Regions from separate parts of the Ovis aries genome. Here region 1 is linked to region 2. Evidence: chromatin contacts called from public Hi-C data. All regions are on one chromosome and are shown on one strand. The core of a region is the stretch at or near the end of the contact, and the rest is flanking DNA. Distances in the headings are between cores, read along the strand shown.

Region 1 (4,595 bases), core at 2,067-4,566, 190 kb after region 2:
CCTTCATATATATATATATATATATATTTTAAGTAGAAATGGGTGAGTAAAGCTCTAGCTTCTGTGCTCACTACTACAGAAGTTAAAATCAATGGAACTCTGGTGTAATTAAAAATTAAAATGACCTCAGTGTTTTTCATGGAAATAAAAAGACCTCATGAATAAAGAATTACTATTATGCAAAAAATAAAGGAGAAAGGGGTTTTCATTCAGTAGACATTGCTCTACATTCTGGGGACAAAGCAACCCGAACCATTGATGGGCATCATCTCTCAGTGTTAGGAGCTCCAGGCTGGAATTCCTTGTTTAATGAGAAAATGGTCTTGAATGGGGGAAAAGAGGACTGTGAAGGGGCTTATTGGGTTGGCCAAAAAGTTTGTTTGAATTTTCTGTGACACGTTGCTGGAAAACCCAACTGAACTTTTTGGCCAACCCGATACATTGCTCACCAGGGCCAGGTGGAGAGAAAAGACTGGGAAGAGAAGGAGTCTTATCTACCAAGAAGAGCTGTCAGCTCAGATATTTTCGGAGGCTGGAAAACGGCAGTGATGGGAGGCTCTCGGTAAGACTTCTCCCACCAACAATAGACAGCATCCTGTGTCCATTAGAGAAGCAGGCAAGGAACCCAACTAGAGAGTAATTTATACCTGATTCATAGTCACAGCCTTTATGAAGAGAGTTTAATAAGAATGGCTTGGAGAAGGTGGGACCGTGGTTACAGGCTGTAACCCTGAGATAATGCTGCAGATACCTTGTTGACAGTGGGTAACTCTGTTGACTTGAGCCCAGGGTCAAGCCTGTTGCTCTCGTTTCAGAGCACAGTGATTCTGACTTACAAGAGCTGCCTTTACCTCGCAATTATATAAGCTATTCTCTTTAATTGTTCCTTGACTTGGGTGAACCTAATTTCTGACCAAAAAACTGAAAAAATACCCAGCTAAATTCAGGCAAAGATCTACCTTTTAACATTTTGCAGCTGCCCCTTTGTTTTCTCAGACTCTCTAGAATTTGGTAGTCGTGTCCAGCAGAGGAAATTCACTATCGGCTTGAATGACAGACAGTCTCCCTTAGTCTCCGTTTGGGTTTGTAGTTGATTCATGACCTCATGCATAGGGAAATCCTTTCTCAATCTATCAAGTCACTGCAGACTTTTCTCACAGCAAACTGAAGGCAGCAGAGCTATCGGATTCCGTTGGTTTTTCACAGAGATTTCCAGCAAGTGGCTTGCATTTTCTCACCAGATCTATCTTCACACCTGGGTTGGTTTAGAAATTGTTTTCTCAGGCCATGATCAGACGATCGCTATGATCCCATGAGCAGATGCTCACGGTGATGACCCCACGAGCTGACGTCTTCTGGTTCTCCCCTTTAGCTCCGGGATGCCACCTCCTAGTATTCTCAGAACCCCCCACTCCTGCATTCCTCGCTCAGCCCTCATCCTTTGCAAGCAGCAGAATTAGGGGAAACAAAAATAACTCCTTCATCAGGAAAAAGGGGTCTTAAACTGAAGGGACATGGGTGAAGGGGAAGAGGACAAAGACCCTCGAGGCAGCAGAAACTTTAGGCTCTGGGGTGAACCACTTGGAGGAAATAGATGCTCAGAGTCAAAGATCTAATACAATGCAGGAAAGCAAGTAACTCCAATTCCTGGCTTTCCCATTCCCTCCTTTTACATTTTTCTTCTCTCTCTCTTCCTCCCTTTCCCACTTGTTAAATGCATTTGATGTTCACAAGGTCTCCGAGAAGAGTATGTGTAATTTTCTTTTTGTCTGCGCTCTGCAAGCAGAGGTCCAGTGATGCATTTTTGTCAGCATTTTCCTTCTCTGCACAAGTTGAGCATCTGTCATCCTGTCATTTACTCATGGATTCATTTGTGCATTTCAGATACTAGGCACATACTTTGTTCCAGTTCTAGTGCTTTAAAACAGTGCGAGCTAGTATTTACTCTTCTACTAGCAGGCCCTATGCTAATAGGCTGAATACATTCACTGAAAGGTCCTGATAGCTTATTCCTCCCTGTTTTCCAGATGCAATTTGGGGTTTAAGGGACATAAATAACTCGTCCTCAGGCAGCAGAGCCTGGCTTTGCACACAGCAGCTTGATGACAGACTCGAGCTGTGATCTGTGTTTCCTCTTTCTAGGCCACTGGTTCTCAAATGTTAGCTCCACTGAAATGACCAGAAGGGCTTTTTTAAGCACAATTTTCTGGGCCCCACTCCTAAAGTCTCTGATTCTTAAGGCTGATAATTTGCATTTCTAACAAGTTCCCCGATGGTATTAGCGAGGCCCCTATATTGAGAAATGCAGATATAGTCCTCGCGTGTGTCCCCATCCCAGTGGTTCCAGTTGCTTTAGGAAAGATGAAATGTGAGATTGCTACCAATTTGCAGCTGGCTTGTACTGTACCCATCAGTAAAAGAGCCAGGAGGCCACAGTGCTGCTTCTCCTGTACTGAATCTGTATCTGTGATAGCATCTCAGTTTTTAGTCTTCCCTCAGTGCTTCAGAGGAGGAAGCTGTTTTGAATTGAGGTGCTTGTTGTTCCCAGTGGCCGGCTGAAGACAATATTTCCTGTAACTCGGGATGTCCCAGTGTGCGGGAGTGGAAGGCTTACAAACAATATCACACAGAGTCCTCCCCCAAGTCATTTCTGCTCAATCTACTGGGTCAGAGTCTAACTAATCTGGAGCACCATTCTGAATTTTGAAAGCAGATAGTAAAAACAGCAGCTGTACCAAGACTGTTTATTTATTTAATCCCTCATGTAAACACAGTGACAATGATGGATCATCACTTGGCTCGTCAACATGACCGAGCTCCAGCAGGGACCTTGTCCTCATGTGAGCCCACTGGCCTTTTCCTGTGTCTGCAAACAGTGGCAAAGAGGAAACAGAAGGGAACTATGAGTGAGGAAATGGTGTTGAGTTGCAAAACATGGATAAAACAATCGGTGCTACAATTCCCAGGATAAACAGGACCCTGCCGGGTTGCGGAGGTCCAAATCCTAGCAGGACAGTTCCGGTCTCTGGCACCGAGGTTATGCCCTTTTTGCAGCCTTGGACTTGTCGTGCCCCTGAGGAAACTATTTACAGTTTTGCACAGTGGGACAGTTTTATGAGCCAGCCCACTCACTTTTATGAGGGTCCCCAGGGTAAAGCAGTCCTACAATCTTACACCAGCGCACCGACATCAGCTCAGTACAAACAATATAAAGTAGGCCATCCAGGCCTGTAAAACAGGCACTGCCAAGCGGTTGTGATTTAAGTTCAGTTCAGCGGTGACCTGGCTCATTACGATAAGATAGAGGAATGAATAGAGCCTACACAGAGAGAAAGAGCAAGTGAGTGGGAAATAAATAATTCACTGGGCTCCTTCCAGAGGCTGTAAGTTGAAGGGACTGAAATCCTGATATCCAAAAAGGACCCAAACTCCATCTCTAGGATGGTCTTTCAAACGACTTTTCAGATTTGTTGGCTGAAGGAAATGACACCACCTTCCACCAAATATTTGGTCAGCACTCCATCGCCAACGCAAGAAGTCTTTCAGGTCTTAATATGGCTTTCTGTGATAAACCAACTTTTCCCCAGTGAAACTGTCGAGCACTGAGGTCTCTGGCTGTGCTTGTATTTACAAATGAGTGTGCTAAGCTTTGACTTCATAAGAAGACAGGGTTAATTATGAACCAGACTATGGATCTGAAATTTATCAGCAGGCTAAGTAGCTGGTGACTGCCCCAATCAGAGTCAGCTTCCAGGAAATGAAACGGGACTTATTTACATTTAGAGTGATGCCCAGCTTCTTAATCACCTCAAAGCATTTAAAAATTAACTTTCCTCCTAGCAGCTTGAGAGGCATAATGAACTCTGGGAGGGCGTTGGCTACTCTGGTTCCCTTCTCCTCTGGAGCACCCTATTCCTTACTTCAGTCGGTGTTCTTCGCCTGTGTCTTTTTGTTAAAGCTTGGAAACTTTCTTTCTGTTTATTTGTTAAGTCTCCCGATAAAGCAGTTTTCTACAACCTTACCAGAATTGCAAATGATCATTGGGATAGCTGAGTGTGTGGGGTACAATAAGAGATGGGAATCATTCTGCTGAACTTCCTTTTATATAGAATGTTTCAGCTAAATAGGTCAGTTACCAAAAGATTATTATGGATTACATGTGCTGGACAAGAGGGGTGACCCAACACCCCAAGAACTTCTCACATGGCCATGTGGTTCCTTTTAATTTTTATCATTTTTGCTTTTGTAAAAGATTCGTTGTACATCTGTTTTTAAAATTTTTTTAAATTTTATCTTAGTGTATAGTTGACTACAATGTTGTGTTAGTTTCAGGCACACAGCAAAGTGATTCAGTCATGCATATATCCATTCATTTTCAGATACTTTTCCCATGTAGGTTGTCACAGAATATTGAGTAGAGTCCCCTGTGCTATACAGTATGTGCTTATTGAGTATTTTATATATAGTAGGGTATATATGTTAATCCCAAACTCCTAATTTATCCCTCCCTCTCCTTTTCCTCTTTGGTAACCTTAAGTTTGTTTCTGAAGCCTGTGAGTCTGTTTTTTAGATAAATCCATTTGTATCAAGACCCC
Region 2 (4,829 bases), core at 2,164-4,663:
CGTATTTACTTGGGGTGTATAATTAAGACATTTCTTGTTTGTTTACTTAAGGCATTTGCCTGGTCATTAAGAATACCCAAACCGTGCAATCCCGTTAGGTCGCGCTCATCCCGCCTCTAGGACGTGTTAGGAGTTAAGAGTTTACGTAGCAGAATCGAGGGAGAAAACTTAGGTCCCTCAGGTGAAATCTGTAGGTCTGGCTTCAAGCTCAGCAAATGGCAACCAGCGAGGGCTCCAACCCTTGGGTCTCAGAAACGCAGCCGCGGGGCTCACCCTCCTCTGCCCTGCCAACAGAAATGAACGCCTGGCGGGAGAAACTCCTCGCCCGTCGGTAGAGGAAAGGGGGGTGGGGTCTGGGAGCCTTCAATGCCAGGTACTTTGTTCTAAGTGAGTCCCAGCTAATGGATACCATTAAGAGTTCATTATGATGCTAATAGCAATCAACACGGTGAAGGGGTGGAAACCTTTGCTTTCGAGTGTCCTCCTCCCAGCCCCCCACCCCCCGCAGCACTCTGTCCCCTCGCCCCCTCCCTACACCTCGCGGGCGCACCCTCCCCTCCGCTCAGACCTGGGACAATGGCATCTGCTTTGGATAAGACACCGAGCTGGCCGTGCCAGATCGCCACGTCAGGCCGGTGCTGACGTCGCTGTAGAGGGAGCCCGCCCCGCCGGCTCCCGGTCCCCCGCCCCCGCCAGCCCCCGGACCCCCGCCCCCCGGGCCGCCGCCCGCCGCACCCGCGCCCGCCGCGCCCGCGCCCTTGCTGGCCCAGCAGCAGCGGGTGCACAGCGCGCGCCACGACTCGAGCGTCTTGCCGGACCAGACCCACACGCCCGAGGTGATGCCCACTACCAGGCACATGAAGTACTTGAGCATGAAGACCGCGTAGTCGGGCCGGCGCGCCTGGTCGGGCTGTAGATCCCGCAGGCACGGGCAGTTGTGCGTGGCCTCCCAGCGCGGGCGGTTGTGCTGCTCGTAGAAGAGGCAGGCGACCACAACGGCGGCGGGCACGGTGTAGAGCACGGTGAAGAGGCCCAGGCGGATCATGAGCTTCTCCAGCTTGTGCGTCTTGGTGGGGCCACCCTGCTGCTTGATGACCGAGCGGATGCGGAAGAGCGACACGAAGCCGGCCAGCAGGAACATGGTGCCGATGAAGAGGTAGATGACCAGCGGCGCCAGCACGAAGCCGCGCAAGTTGTCCAGGCTCTGATTGCCTACGTAGCAGATGCCTGCCACCGGGTCGCCGTCCACCGAGCTGAGCGCCAGCACGGCGATAGACTTGACGCTGGGCACGAGCCACGCGGCCAGGTGGAAGTACTGCGAGTAGCCGGCGATGGCCTCATTGCCCCATTTCATGCCCGCCGCCAGGAACCACGTGAGCGACAGGATCACCCACCAGATGGAGCTGGCCATGCCGAAGAAGTAGACGAGCAGGAAGACCACGGTGCACAGCGCCGGGCCAGTGGTCTCGTAGCGCACGTGCTGCTCCACGGCGCCCAGCTCCTCATACTCGCCGCGCCCACCCGGGCCCCCGGCGCCGGCTCCCGCCGCACCCGCGCCTGCCGCCGCGCCCCCCGCGCCCCCGGCCCCGCCAGCAGTCCCAGCGCCGCCGCTGCACGCCACCTTCTCGTGGCCCGCCACCAGGCGCACCAGGTAGCCGACAGACACGAAAAGGTAGCAGGCCGAGAGGAATATGATGGGCCGCTCCGGGTACTTGAAGCGCTCCATGTCGATGAGGAAGGTGGAGACGGTGGCGAAGGTGGACACGAAGCATAGTACAGACCACAGGCCTATCCAGAAGACGGTGAAGGCGCGCTCGTCCTGGCTGAAGAACGGGTTGTGGCAAGGCAACGCGCAGTTGGCGATCTGGCCCGTCTTGACGCGGTTGTAGAGAGGGTGCCGCTCGCTGGACACGCTCACCATGGGCGCGCGGCACTGGCATCCCGGCTCGCAGGGCGCCGCGCCGCCGCCAGGGGGCCGCGCCTTCCCGCCGCCGCCACCGCCGCCACCGCCGCCGCCGCGCGCAGGGGGCGCAGCCGCGTCCCCGCCGCCGCCCCTGCCGCGGGACGGGGGCCGGGCCCCGGGTGGGCGGCCGTGGCCGCTGCCGGAGGGCGGCTGCTCACCGGGGGGCGGCGGCGGGGGGCGGCGCGGCGGGCTGGGCGCGGCCGTGGTGAGGTCGGTGCGGTTGTAGTCCATGCACAGCGTGTCGGGGTTGCCCTGCTCGGGCAGCCGGTCGCAGCGCATGCGGTCAGGCCAGGCGAAGCCGTACTGGCGCATGAGGGGCGCGCAGCCGGCCTTGGCGCGCTCGCACACCGAGCGGCAGGGAGGCAGGGGCTTCTTGTAGTCCTCTAGGCAGATGGGCGTGTACATGCTGCACAGGAAGAACTTGAGGTCGGGCGAGCACTGGATCTCCACCAGCGGCCAGAACTGGTGCACCTCCAGGCCCGCCTCGTCCTGCGTGTCGTGGTTGAACTGGTTGGGCATATAGGTGTAGTTGTAGCCGATGCCCTTGCACAGCGGCACGGTGATCTCCTGGCACGCCAGTTCCTTGGCTGAGGCGGCCGCCGCACCGCTCGAGCGCTGCAGCAGCGCCAGGGCGGCCAGCAAAGAGGTCACTTCCAACAGGTAACCCCACTCCATGCTGCGCGCCTCGGCCCCTCGCCTTCGCCCTCCGGGCGGCGCGCGGAGGGGCGCCAGGGGCTCCTGCGAGAGCGCCGGGCTCTCTCCTGCCTCTCTCGGGAGGGGTTCTGCCAATAGCCTAGTCCCTTATCGGGATGCTTCCTCTCGGCGCTGCGGGAGACGAGGGTGGCCGCCGAAGGGCACCGTGGTCCCAGCGTCTGCCCCGCTCACTCCCGCCGGGCTCAGCCCTCGCGGGACAGAGCGGCCAGCCCCCAGCTCATCTCTCCCTCCCTCGGTCTCTTTCTCCGCGCGCGCCGGTGACTCTGCCGGGCACTGAGGGCGGAGGCGCAGCAAGTTTCTTCTCGGGCCGCGGTGCGCAGTCAAGATGGCTGGGCCAGGCCGCTCAGAGCCGGGTCAGCCCCTGCAGCCCCCTTTCGGCGTCCCGGGGCTCATGCTCGCCCCCAGGGCCGCGCGGCTGCTGCCGGGGTTAGAGGCCCGCCTCCACCGAGGCCACGGCCCTCAGTCCCCGGCGTCCGTCCGTCGGTCAGCAGCCGGGATGACGGGCCCCGCCTCCGGTGGAAGTCGCGCTCCTGCCGGCACTGGGGCAAGGTGTCGGTGGTCCCCTTCTCGCTGAACTCACGGAGGCAAATCCAGGCCGGAAGGCGGAGCAGACACCTGAGCGGCGCGCCCGCGCCCCGCCACCGCCGCCGCCGCCGCCGCCGCCGCCGCCGCCGCCGCCACCGCCACCTCCTCGGCGGGAGCAGTGTCCCTCGCCAACTTCCCGCTCCGGCCCCGCTACGCCCAGGCCGGCTCATGAATATTTATACGGCGCGGACTCGGTCTCCGCCCGCGGCCGGCGCGCCAATCCCGGGCTCGGGGCGGAGTCTGCGCGCTCCCCAGGCCCCGCCTTCCTGGGGCGGACCCGGCTGTCCCCTCGGCTGTGCGAGCTGTCTGCGGCTGGAGTTTGGATAACCTTGGGGTTGACCGCAGAGACGGGTTTTGCCACGATCGTCCCCGAGGCGCCCTGTGGGGCTGAGGTCGGGGTTCCTTCACCCCGAGTCTGCGCTTGGGAACTGAGGGATTCTTTATACAGCGCGCTTTCAGAGGCCAGTTTCGAACTAGTCAAGCCCCTGCTTCCTACGCTCCCCGAATGTGGGCAACCTGCTGGCGAGGGGACTCCGCGCCCCTCAGCCAGCCGACGCGTGCGCGGGGGCTTTGCGGGGGAACGGGGAAGCGGTGCCCTTCTTGGGATTGTCAGAACGATGGTCTTGGAAGCTTGGCGATGTGAGAGGAGTGCCATGACTGCAGTTTATTTCTAGATGATGGGGCTGGACAGGGGACAGCCGGGGAAGAGGTACCCGGGAGCGCAAGGGCGCGGGCGCGAGAGGCGTGTGCACCCGGGCGGGCGGGAAGAAAGGGGTCTCCTCTTGCCTCAGCTGAGGGACGTGAGGCAGCGTCAGTTTCTTTACCTGCAGAGTGGGGTTCAGATCTCAAAGGGGGTTCTGCTAATTAGGCTAGATAAGATATATAAAGCATCCGGACATATTTAAAGCGCTCCCTTAAGAGATATAATTCCCTTTCTTCTTTAAAAAAGAAAAATAGAAAGGGAGAAAGAAAAACTTATAGGACAGACTGGAAACTCTGTGGCTGGATTCTCCCTCTTAGCCTCGCGCTTTTGGAACGTATGTGCGTCTCTCCAAAGTTGACATGTTTTTGCCAGAGCCTCCTCCTCCCGGTGGGAGGCGGCGCCGGGCCCTGGCGCGAACGCGCGGACACGTCTCCGCGGTGTTCCCGGGGCCGAGCGGCTGGGGACGCGGCCAAGGAGCGAGGCCCCCGCCAGCTCGTAGCTACCTTAGACGGGGAGGGGCCCGAGGGGCGGGAGGCCTGGCAGGTTCATTTACGCTTGTTAGGACGTCCCAGGGGGTTGTCTTTCTCCGAGAATGGAGTGTTTATTTTTTAATTGATGTGCTGTTTCATTTAGCGCTTGTATGGAACTCACGCTGGGGCTGTAATTACTGTAATCTCGGGAACAAGCATTTCAGTTAGCCAGGAGGGTGGCAGCAGACGTCTGTCTCTCTCTCTCCTCCTTTTCCTCTCGCCTCTCCCTTCTCCCTCTCCGGCTAGAAAACTAAAGTTATTGAGGATACGGGGACGATAGGATACGGATACGAAGGAGAGGTAGAGCTAAAAGCTCGTTTGAGGCCAGGCCTTT

Evidence for each region. A called contact is a pair of places that touch in the nucleus more often than the background predicts.
Region 1: a contact with region 2 is called in a Hi-C map of liver, with 2.9 times the contacts expected there. The contact joins the enhancer-like site here to the promoter of FZD8 in region 2. A contact is called at or near these places in 2 of 16 Hi-C or Micro-C datasets (liver and mixed tissues).

What each region holds. Positions count from the first base shown.
Region 1 is chr13:26,340,870-26,345,464 of ARS-UI_Ramb_v3.0, forward strand. No RefSeq gene overlaps it. Among named protein-coding and RNA genes, the nearest start is that of FZD8, 190 kb to the left of the region's middle. Within about 2 kb of position 3,317, at least 9 of the 54 cell types and tissues checked have an H3K27ac peak or open chromatin away from gene starts, as enhancers often do. A contact at or near this core is called in liver, where this site is marked.
Region 2 is chr13:26,151,686-26,156,514 of ARS-UI_Ramb_v3.0, forward strand. FZD8 (frizzled class receptor 8) reads right to left here and starts at 3,414. Exons shown (of 1, transcript XM_027976634.2): 1 at 1-3,414. The coding sequence starts at 2,638. The coding sequence ends at 563.